2 separate regions of the Gossypium raimondii genome follow, and region 2 is linked to region 1. The links are chromatin contacts, called in public Hi-C maps. All regions are on one chromosome and are shown on one strand. The core of a region is the stretch at or near the end of the contact, and the rest is flanking DNA. Distances in the headings are between cores, read along the strand shown. Region 1 holds the start of LOC105793877 (pentatricopeptide repeat-containing protein At5g01110). Region 2 holds the start of LOC105762210 (protein LATERAL ROOT PRIMORDIUM 1).

What was found. Hi-C and Micro-C count contacts between places; a contact is called where the count stands out from the background.
Region 2: a Hi-C map of leaf shows a contact between it and region 1, with 2.1 times the contacts expected there. The contact joins the promoter of LOC105762210 here to the promoter of LOC105793877 in region 1. A contact is called at or near these places in 2 of 2 Hi-C or Micro-C datasets (both in leaf).

What each region holds. Positions count from the first base shown.
Region 1 is chr7:35,870,918-35,876,298 of ASM2569854v1, reverse strand. LOC105793877 (pentatricopeptide repeat-containing protein At5g01110) reads right to left here and starts at 3,360. Exons shown (of 3, transcript XM_012622774.2): 1 at 3,134-3,360; 2 at 765-3,040; 3 at 223-630. The coding sequence starts at 2,965. The coding sequence ends at 827.
Region 2 is chr7:36,031,972-36,037,352 of ASM2569854v1, reverse strand. It overlaps LOC105762210 (protein LATERAL ROOT PRIMORDIUM 1), which reads right to left and starts at 2,767. Exons shown (of 5, transcript XR_008197912.1): 1 at 980-2,767; 2 at 509-820; 3 at 1-82.

The DNA.
Region 1 (5,381 bases), core at 2,111-4,610:
AATTTCAGGCATAAAGTCCATCACTTTAATTAATATCGTAAGCATCACAAAGAAACCAAGCGATTTGGAATTAGCTGTAGTTTTGATTTTGTTAAAATATGGTAAACATGGATTTCCATGTTTCTCAATCTTCTTTTACCACTGGGAGTTTTTGGTTTTAAAGCTTTCACACTAATTTTGTCCCCAATTTTACTTTGCTGTTGCACATATGCTATCAAAATATACAAAACAGATGCAGACACAATTTTACTTGGTTTTAAAGCTTTCGCACTAATTTTGTCCCCAATTTTCAAATGTATCAAGATTTTCACATATATGTAAACAAACAAATTTAGTTAAAAGTAATTGTAAAAAGATATGTACAGCCATGACACAAAACCTTACTTTCAGAACCAATATATGGTTGTGTTGAAAAAGTAATAAAGGCAACAATTAGCTCACTTCCTTGATCCAATGTCTCCTGCATGCTAAATAAATGCATTAACTTCACTATCTCAATTCTCAAACTCCCACCTGAATAACATGCGAATCAACCCTAGTGTGAGATTCCGATATCTGCTTCACCGCGCTTCTGGTTAATGCTTAGACCTTAAGACTTTACAATCACCAGATGGACCGTACAGCAGCAACCTATGAAGATACAAGAAAACTAGTCATAGGTGTATATATATTTGGCATATAACAAAACTGAACCAGCACATAAAGACATCTCCAACCAAGAATGACTAGAGATTAAGAATTATGTAGAGACGGGAAAAACTAACCTTTGGTGTATATTTGGCACACAACAAATTAACTCAGTCCTTCAAGATATAAGAAAGGATGACTAAAATTTATCATCAGGCACAAATCCCATTCGTACCATTTCATCATGAAACCGAAATGCCTCCTTTAAGTTGTCCTGGGTAACATGTCCATTTATGAGTGATGTGTATGTAGACCTATCAGGATCTATGCCTTTCTCAATCATCTTCCTTAATACCATTTCAGCTTCTTGCATTCTACCCTCTCTACAAAACCCACTTAGAATTACATTGTATGTAATAGCATCAGGAGAAAGCCCTTGATTCTCCATCTTGTTAATCCAGAGAAAAGCTTTGTCCATATTCTCTTCTTTGACAAATCCATTGATAAAAGTGTTATATGTGATGCTATCTGGAACAATTCCTTCTGCGGTCATCTTGGATAGAAACTTATCAGCTCTTGATGTATCACCCGATCGACAATAGCCCTTTATGATGCTATTACAAATCACAAGAGTGGGCTTAATACCCTTCCCTACCATTTCATCCCACAACCTGAATGCCTCCGGAACATGACCAATGCTGCAAACCCCGTTTATCAAAGTTCCATAAGAAATGTGATTAGGAATAATCTTTCTAGAAATCATACCAGCCCAGAGCTGCTTGGCCTTCTCAATTTCACCTACCTTGCAAAACCCGTCAATTAAGGTGTTGTATGTCACAATGTCCGGCTTAATATTCCTTTGAGTCATTGCATCAAACAAGTTTAGAGCTTTATTCATATTTCCATCCCTACAATGTCCATGGATGAGTGTTGTGAAAGTATAAAAATCAGGAAAAACACCCCTTTCTGTCATCTCATGCAATAGATTGTCTGCTTCAGTGAGCATCTTCTCCTTGCACAACCCATTCAAAATGGTATTGTAAGTAACAACATCCATATTACATCCCTTTTCTATCATTTCATCCCTGATCTTCAAAGCTTCCGACATCGCACGATTTCTGCAATACCCATCTATAAGAATGGTATAAATTACATTATCTGGAACCAAGCCAGCTCTCTTCATATTATTAAAATAGTCTAATGCCTGATCAAGATGTCTATTTCTACAAAATACCGCAATAAGTGAACTAAAGCTAACCAAATCCGGAACAACACCTCGATGCAACATTTCATTGAAAATGTCTTCAGCTTCTGATATATTATTTTTTCTGCAACTCTCAACAAGCAAAGTATTATAGGTAGTAGTATCAGGACTCAACCCTATCCATAGCATCTCATTTAAAACTTCTTTTGCTCTTTCAAAGTTCCCTCTCTTGCATAAACCATACACAATTGAATTATAAGTAAAAAGGCCTGGTTTCAACCCTTTATTTGACATGGATTTCATCAACCCAAAGGCTTCTTCCAAATGCCCTTCACGGCAATACGCATTAATCATTGTATTGTATGTCACAATATCAGAAAAAATTCCCTTCTCTTTCATTTCTGATAAAAGAGATTTAACACAACTGATCTTTCCATCTTTACACAAAGCATTAACCATAATATTTAATGTATACACATTTAACTCAACCCCAGTTCTAACAACTTCATTATACACTTGCCAAGCCAAATCAACCCATCCAATCTTCACTAATCCACCAAGAAGACTATTACAGGCATTAATAGAAACACAAAAACCTTTACTTCTCAAAATCATAAAGGCCTCGGATCCTTCTCTTAACTTCCTAGCTTGCACATAAGACCTAATTAACAAATCAAAAACAGAACCATTTGACCCAAAATTTCCACAGGTGGAAACCAAAGACTCCACAGTTTCAACACGTGAAACCCCACTTTTCCTAACCATCCTAAGAACCAAAGCCTGTGCATCAGACAACCTTCCACATGTCACAAGAACATGAATCATTGCACTTAAGGACATCGAAGAATGCTTAAAATTCGAGCAATTAAGCACAATAAAATCAACAAATCTTTTACCCAATTGCAAATTCTCACGGCAGTGCAAAAGAACCTCAACTACGATCAACGGGTTTATTCGAAATCGATAATTACGCAAAGAGTTCGCATTACCTTGCTTTAAACTGAACAGAATCTTCTCCACCATGAACGAATCCGGTTCCCCATTTGGTGGGGTTTGTAGGGTTTGTAAATTTCTAAGAAATTTGCGGGTAGGTGAAGTCTGGAGAGGGAGATTTCGAAAGAGTAGCCGTGACATGAGTGATTTTGCGTAGGTTTCAAACCTTTTGCATCAATTTTGCAAGCTGTTCAATCTGGCACTGCATAATCGAAGCTACATTAACGAAAGCAGCAAATATACGAATCAATTATACCATGTGCTTTATCAATTATCTTACAGTATAAAGCCAACAGAGCTTTGGCTTACATTTTTTGTAGCTGAGATTGACCATTTAAGAACGGAGTCTGTGATGTCTACACGACTTGACGCTGACAAGCATATGGCAGCTATTTAGATTCATTCCGATACGATTGGAGAAGGTCGTTGCCACCGATTGAGCCAAAGGGATGTCCTCAAACAAACGTTCTTCATTTTACCCACAAGTTATGTAGAGCTCCTGATTTACCAGCTACGCCCCTATAATTTCAGGCAGTGATCAAGAATTAATTTACGACGGTATAAACTACACCCAACTCACTAAACTATTTCTAAGCTTATACTTTAATCCCTCAACTTCAAACAGTTACAAATTGGTCACTGAATTATTGGTAAATTTATAATGTAGTTGCTCAAATATTAATAAATTCACAATTCGGTCGCTCCCAATATAATTTAATAATTTTCTAATTGAAACATTAAATATATTTCTCTCAACCAAATAAAAAATTTTAAATTCTATCAACTAAACTAAAAATAATAATCATTCTCAATAGTGTGTTAACTAGTATAAATATTTGGAGGAAATCAGCAAATTTGAGTAGTAATATGGGTTTTATCTTCTTCATTGATTTGGGCCTAACCATTGATATGAAAACAATGCTTCGCAACCTTCTACGCATCATTATTTTATCTAATTAATAGCCAAAGAGATTGTCTTGTAATTAAAGACTTATTATTTCATTTTATATTTCATCAATTCTTCTTTTCCATGTATGCATAATCACATTTTTCGCTCTTAATCTTTTTGGAAATAACTAATTTAGTCCTCTCTTTTCTTTTCAGCCCTCAAACTATTATTATTTTTTAAATTATCCATAATTGGATGGAAAAATTAATAGTATCGTTAATTTGCTGATGTGCATGCCACGTGGATGGCCACATGTGCTAGTTGCTGGCATATTAATTAAAATTTTCAAAAAAATTGTAAAAGTTATAAAAAATTTAAAATAAAAATATTTTTTATCTCACTTTTATTTAGTTAATTTAATAGAATATGTTGGAAAAAAAAACATTTAAGAAAGTATGTCATTTTTTTAAATTTTATCGATTTACGTTAATTTTTGGAGAGAGAAAGGAAAACATGTCCTACAGAGCACATTTTCATTGATGTAATAGTGAAAACGCATCATGTAGATGCATTTTCAAGAGAGAGAATAAAAACGCGCCCTATAAGACGTGTTTTCACTTTGGTAAAATTTATTTTTTTCTTCTTTTTTTTCCTTACGGTTGGAAATTAAAAGTTTGTAGATTTATCTTTGTCCATGTTTGAGATAGACATGGTTATAATTTAAATGAATGTTTGAATTTACAGTGGTGTCATGGAGTTGGGTAACCTACAAATTTCATCTGTCATGTGAGTATGGAGTCATCAATTAGGAAGCCAAATCGCGTTGCAACTAAAGGTCCCAATTGGCGATGATTATACGGTTTGGGGTCGACGTGTAACTAGGGCTTCAAGTTTACGAATGTTATGTTGTCAAGGGATGGAGCATAAATGGGGTCATAGTTGACAGTGGTTATGCGGACACAACAATCAGTTTTCCCTCATCAGAGATGGATGCTTTATAAAACTCAAACAAGCGTACGAAGAAGAAAAACGTAGTGGCCTTTTAGTATAATCAAGTATTTTGTTTTGTCCATATCCACCAAAGGCGGTGACCCCCGTTATTATAACATGTGACGTAATTGGGGTGTAACAAGTTTTACTAACAAGGTCACTACCTTTGGTGGACATGAACAAGACGAATTACTTGATTATACTAGAAGACCCTTGTGTTTTTCTTCCTCTCACTTCCATGTGGATTTTATGAAGCATGCTCCTCTGACGAGGAGAAAATGGTTGTCGTGTCCACATAACCATTGCCAACTAGTGCCCCAGTTATGCTCCATCCTTTAACAACATAAACTTTGTAACCTTGAAGCCCTAGTTACACTTCAACTCGAGACAATATAATCACCGCCAACTTGGATCTTGAGTTGCAAAGTGATCCCGATTTCTCAAATGATTGTGCCATACTCACATGGCAAGTGAAATTTTTAGGTTACCGAGCTTCATGACATCATCGTGAACCCAAACACAATTTAAAATTATGACTATGTCTCCCTCAAAGCAAGAGAGAAATAAATCTTTAAACCCAAAAATTTCAACACACAAGAAAAAGAGAAAAAATAATTTAGAGGAGACTAAGATGTGGGTGAGTAGGGGATGAAGAATGAGCATTTATATAGGGGACGA
Region 2 (5,381 bases), core at 1,518-4,017, 160 kb before region 1:
TAGTGTGTGGATATTCATGGCACTGTCTTTTGATGATGGAAAGCACTTTGTACTGTAGATTTCACTTTTGTCAAACACAACTCTAATGATAAAACGGGAATAAGAAAAAAGCAAACAGGTTTTATCAACACAAAATATTCAAGAACTACAATTGTGTAGAAATGCAGGATCTCTAGATCTCATCTTTATTTTATATGATCTGTGAATTCGCTACAAAACATGTTTTAATAGGGTAAGTAAATGTAAACTCATTGACAAGATGATGAGTATGACCCACTTGAGTGCAATTTTAAAGACAAATAAACAGAAAAAATCGAAGGCCAAAGACACAGTTGAAACCCAGAAAAGGAAAAAAAAATATTTAATATGGATATTGAATCTACAAAGTGAGAATTTACCAAACCATATGAATAATTAGTATGCAGCAGAAAAAGGAAGGATTTTAGAGGAGAATGAAACCCCATATCAATCAATCCACTATTGTTTACTCCTCAGTTTATTGGATTACCATAAGTTGAACCACCAAGCAAGCCACCTCCAGTGGCGGCATAAACCTGAGAAGGATCAAGAACAGGTGAGGATGATGAACCCCCATTTGTCCCACTGCCGCCGCCAAGATGCAATTCAGATATATTTGGAAACCCATCTCTTTCTTCAACTCCTTGGTCATAAAGGAACCCTTTGAACACATGTCCACCAATCTTAACAACTGCTTGATATGCATACTCATCTTCACCATCCTCTACTGCTGTCACTCTTACACACTTGAATACCGCCGGTGCACGTACTTGCCCCGGCAATGTCTCTTTAAAGCCTGCATCTGCATAGTAAAAAGAAAAAAGAAAAATTCAGTCAAAACCCTACTCAATTTTCAGCCTCCTGAAACAACCCTAACAATTAAAGAATAAACCAATCTTGCTAAATAAATAAAGCCATGAACTAGAAAACCAAGCAACAAAAGAGAAGGCAAAAAGCAAACCTTGGTGACTTGAGCTAGTGTCTAAGCTTCTTGGAGTAGTGTTTGAAGTTGATGTATGAAGAGTGGTTGTAGTCTGTGAAGTCACAAGTCTCGGCTTCTTAGCCCCAGAAGTAGACCCTGACGAGCCAGCACAGGCAGTAGTAGGGGCGGCCGTCATCAGCTGGCGCTCTCTTCTCCTAGCAGCAGGCACCCACGTGCTCCTCACGTGAGTAGGGCAATCAAATCCCCGACTTTTACAGCATGTTCTACATCTCCTATGACTACAATCTTTCTTGGCCTGGTTCCCACAATCTTGACATGTAGTCCCTGAGCTAGTACCTGAGCCACCACTCCCACCTCCCATCCCACCGCCACCACTGGTTTGTATCAAATTCATGGAAGAATTGTTATTGTCAAGGGTTGAAGATTGTTTTTTAAGATAATTAGGAGAGGTTTGGTTCTGCCATAACTGCATCCCACTGAGTTTGTTACGACCACTGTTATTCACTAAATCAGAATCTTCCATATTTTGAGGAGCTAAGCATGGAGATGCTGTAAGGAGTGGGAAAACACCAACGCCAACACCAAGTGCCGTGGCAGCATTTTGACCGTTGATTTGATCATTTCCGATGATGGGATCTTGAGCATGGTGGTGATGGTGATGGTGATGATGGTTAAAAGACGCAGGAGCAACAACAACGAAATCGCGGAGACCAACCATCCCCATTTCAGAGGGAAGCCCGTAGTTGAGTGGACGAGCTGAGGGTGGCCATTGAGCGCTGGTGGATCCAGGTGGAGCAGCCACCGCGGCAGCCGCGTTTGCGTTGAAGCCAAGGGACAGGTCATCGGGGCCAGCTCGGATTGCTGCGGACGATGACGTCGCCCAATCTGCAAAGGCTCCTGAGTCTGAAGGTAGCTGCCTTCTTGTGGTAGCCACAATGACAACGATAATAACGAAATTATATAGATAAAGACGTCTCCTTCAATTGCTGAAAACTCAATCTTTACAAACATAAAACATACACATAATCAAGAGTAAAAGTCAAGTTTCAATATGAAAAAGGAAAACAAGGGAAAAACCAAAAAAGAAAAGATGGAGAGAAGTGGAGAAAGAAGATATCTCTCTATTTAGGTGTTATATGAGTTAGAGAGAAGGGGGAAAGGGTGGGGTCGAATCTCTGAAATTGTAACAGAAGAAGATAAAAAGAAAGAGAAAGAGAAAGAGATCTTCTTTGTTGGGTGGCTTTCCAATTAGTGAACAGCACAGCAAGCAGAATTGTTTATTTCTTCTTTTTTTTTTGGCTCTCCTTTGCCTTCTGCCATTAATCTGCTAGCTATACTGAGAGAGATTGCGAGTTTTCTGTTAGCTTAGCTGCGGCTACTGCTACTGTCACTTTGACTCAGTTCCCTTCTGGGTTAACTAAAACATATAATAGGAAGGAGGAAAAAGAATTGAAAGGAAATCAAATGAAATCCCCAAGCCAAGCTGAAACTACTGCAGTCTTGTAGTAATATAAGATAACAAAAAAACAGATATGTATTAGGATGAAGTAACGAAACGAGCCTTTTCTTCTGTTGTCTTTCTATATTTCTTATATATATGTATGTTTCTTCTTCAGTAGTTGTTTGTTGCCGACCTTTCTCTTCCAGTCCACATCTTTTCCTTCATCAGCTACATGTTCTTTGTTTATTTTTAATTTGGTTTGTTCCTTTTATTTACTAGAAAGCAATACTGAGGTGGGTTCCTCTCTACCTCTCACTCCCTTTTGCTTTGCTTTCTCTCTCCCTCTCTCTCCAATAATCACACGCTAACTATAGAATGAATGATGAGAAAAGAGGGTATAAAGACTTTTGTTCTTTAGTTGTTGTAATTTTATGCGCCCTCTTTAAACTCACCTCACCATCCACCTTTCCATGGAATGCTGGGTTTCATAAATTCGACCCGGATTACACTAAATGCTTAAGTTAGAACATAATTTTTCAAGGGTGTCTCATTTTTTAAAATAAGATGTCTAACAATTGAAAAGAAAATTAAAGAACAAAAACATACATGCTTTACAATAGTCAAGAAACTCTTATTTAAGCAGTTTTAAAAAGGTTTAGTCTTTATTTTAATATTGTTAAAAGGTTTAACTTTTATGTAAGATGATCATTTTAAAATATTTGGATCATATGTGAATAATCCCAACCTAAATTTAAATAAAATTATTTTATAGTTTAATTTGATTTCATTAATAAATTTTTATCTATATTTTAAATGATAATACAAGATTCTAGCGACCATACATTTGACCTAATGAGAGTAGTTTTAGGTTCAAGTCAAGACTCAGGGCAAAAAAAAAAGAATCTATCTAATTTATAAACTCTAAATTTGAATATCATACTAATAATTAGATAAATTAGCTCTTTTATGTTAAATGAATGAGCAAAACAATCTCTCCATTAAATTTTTATTTCAAATGTTTATTTTGTTGTTTTATATATAAAACATAATAGCAAATTGAACCTTCAATATTTACAAATTTATTCAATTTGACACTTACCTCAAATTCATTACTAATGTGACACTATTTTGTATTATTTGCCACCTCAAAAATAAAGTTAAAGTAAAAATAAAATTTCAAAAATAATAAATAAAAGCTATAATTCTAAAAATGAAAAAGCTCCTTAAAATAAAAAAAACATAAAAATATTTTTAAATTTATAAATAAAATGAAAATAATTTTAAAATTAAAAAAATCCAAGATTTATGAAAAGTTTCTTCAAAGGTATTTTAATTCGATATTCAATAAAACATTTCGAAATTTAAAATTAATTGAATAGTCCTCAATAGATTTAAGGACGATTTAGCTCGTCTCCAACAGTTATTCTTTAAAATTTTATCTGGGACGAATATGAAAATGGACAAATTTCGTCCCTAAAACATTATGGACGAATATCCCCAAATTCATAAAAACATATCAAAATAATTAGGGACAAATATCAACCTTAATTCTTTGGAGATGGATATCATCCCAAAAATTAATTAAAAGAATACAAAAAAAGTTTAAGGAGGTTATTTCTCTAAAAAAATTCTTTATAACACATTCTCAAAATATTAATTTTATTTAATAATTAAATATTGTAATTTTAAATCTAGTAGTACGAATTCTTAAGAAAAAAAAGGTAATTATCTACATTTAAAATAAAAATACGTAAAATAAAAATAAAAATAAAAATAAATAAAATCCACAATATTAAATTCTATTGAAAATTTAAATATAGTGTTTATAAAAGATCTAATAATATGTTTGTGTGAGTATACTAGAAAAGTTGCGAATGCCTATTGCCTATTGCCTATTGCCTATTGCCTATTGCCTGTGCCGGACTTAATTCATTATTGAAACAGGACACACTCATTATAATTTTGAAGAATTAACTGTAGCTTTACCTAAGAACACACTGTAATGCAATATCCAGTCTATCATCCATCTTATACAGAAAACCCAATTTATGGATGCAAAACTATTCTTATTTGGTGACTACATTTAACAAAGAAGCAAATTAAGTTGAAACATTCATTTGAAAGCTTCAACCAATTCACACAAGTTCAGGGTATTGAGTGATGAAGACAACTACGAGTCTAAAAGGATAGCAAAACCAATATCAAGGTGGAGCAAGTTAAAGAGTTCTCAACGTCAAATATGACGGATCTTATACAACTAACACGCATAGCAGTTACCACTATTCACAAGCATCCCTGTAATAAAAACACATACAATATAAATATATAATAACAAAACATTTATTTAGTTTTAAAATTTTCTTAAAATCGAACTATTGTGATATTTATAACAATAAACTTAAACTAGATTTATACTTGTGCATTCTGTGAGGTGGGTTCAAGTTGATCCTGACTTTCAATCGAATAACATTCTCGAGCAACACAAATTACATTATAGAATAAAAATAAATTGCTTACTTTCAATAAGATTATAAGTTATCTCTATAAACCGGTAATTATTCGTAATTCCCAAAAAGTATAATTTATTCTTTGTAAGGAAGGAGCATAAATAGTTCTATCGGTGCTCTTTATTTATAGAGAAAAATACAAGAGTTATTGTTGAATAAGTTTGGAATAAATCATATTATTTTAATAAAAAATACACTCTACTCTAATTAGATTAGAGGGGGAGGTGACACCCTTGTATTTTTACTAGGGTTGCTACCTCTCATGCTATATGAGAGCTAGATTTGGATCTCTTATTTATCGCGTCTAATTATATGTGTTTCTTTAAACTTTTAATCCATCACTTGTAATTTTGTTTAACCTAATATATATTTTATATTACCTAAAATAATTATTATTTAATCAATTAATTTAATAAATTACATCAACTAAATTAATTTCTCAATTAAATATCTTTCCAATTCAATTCTAATT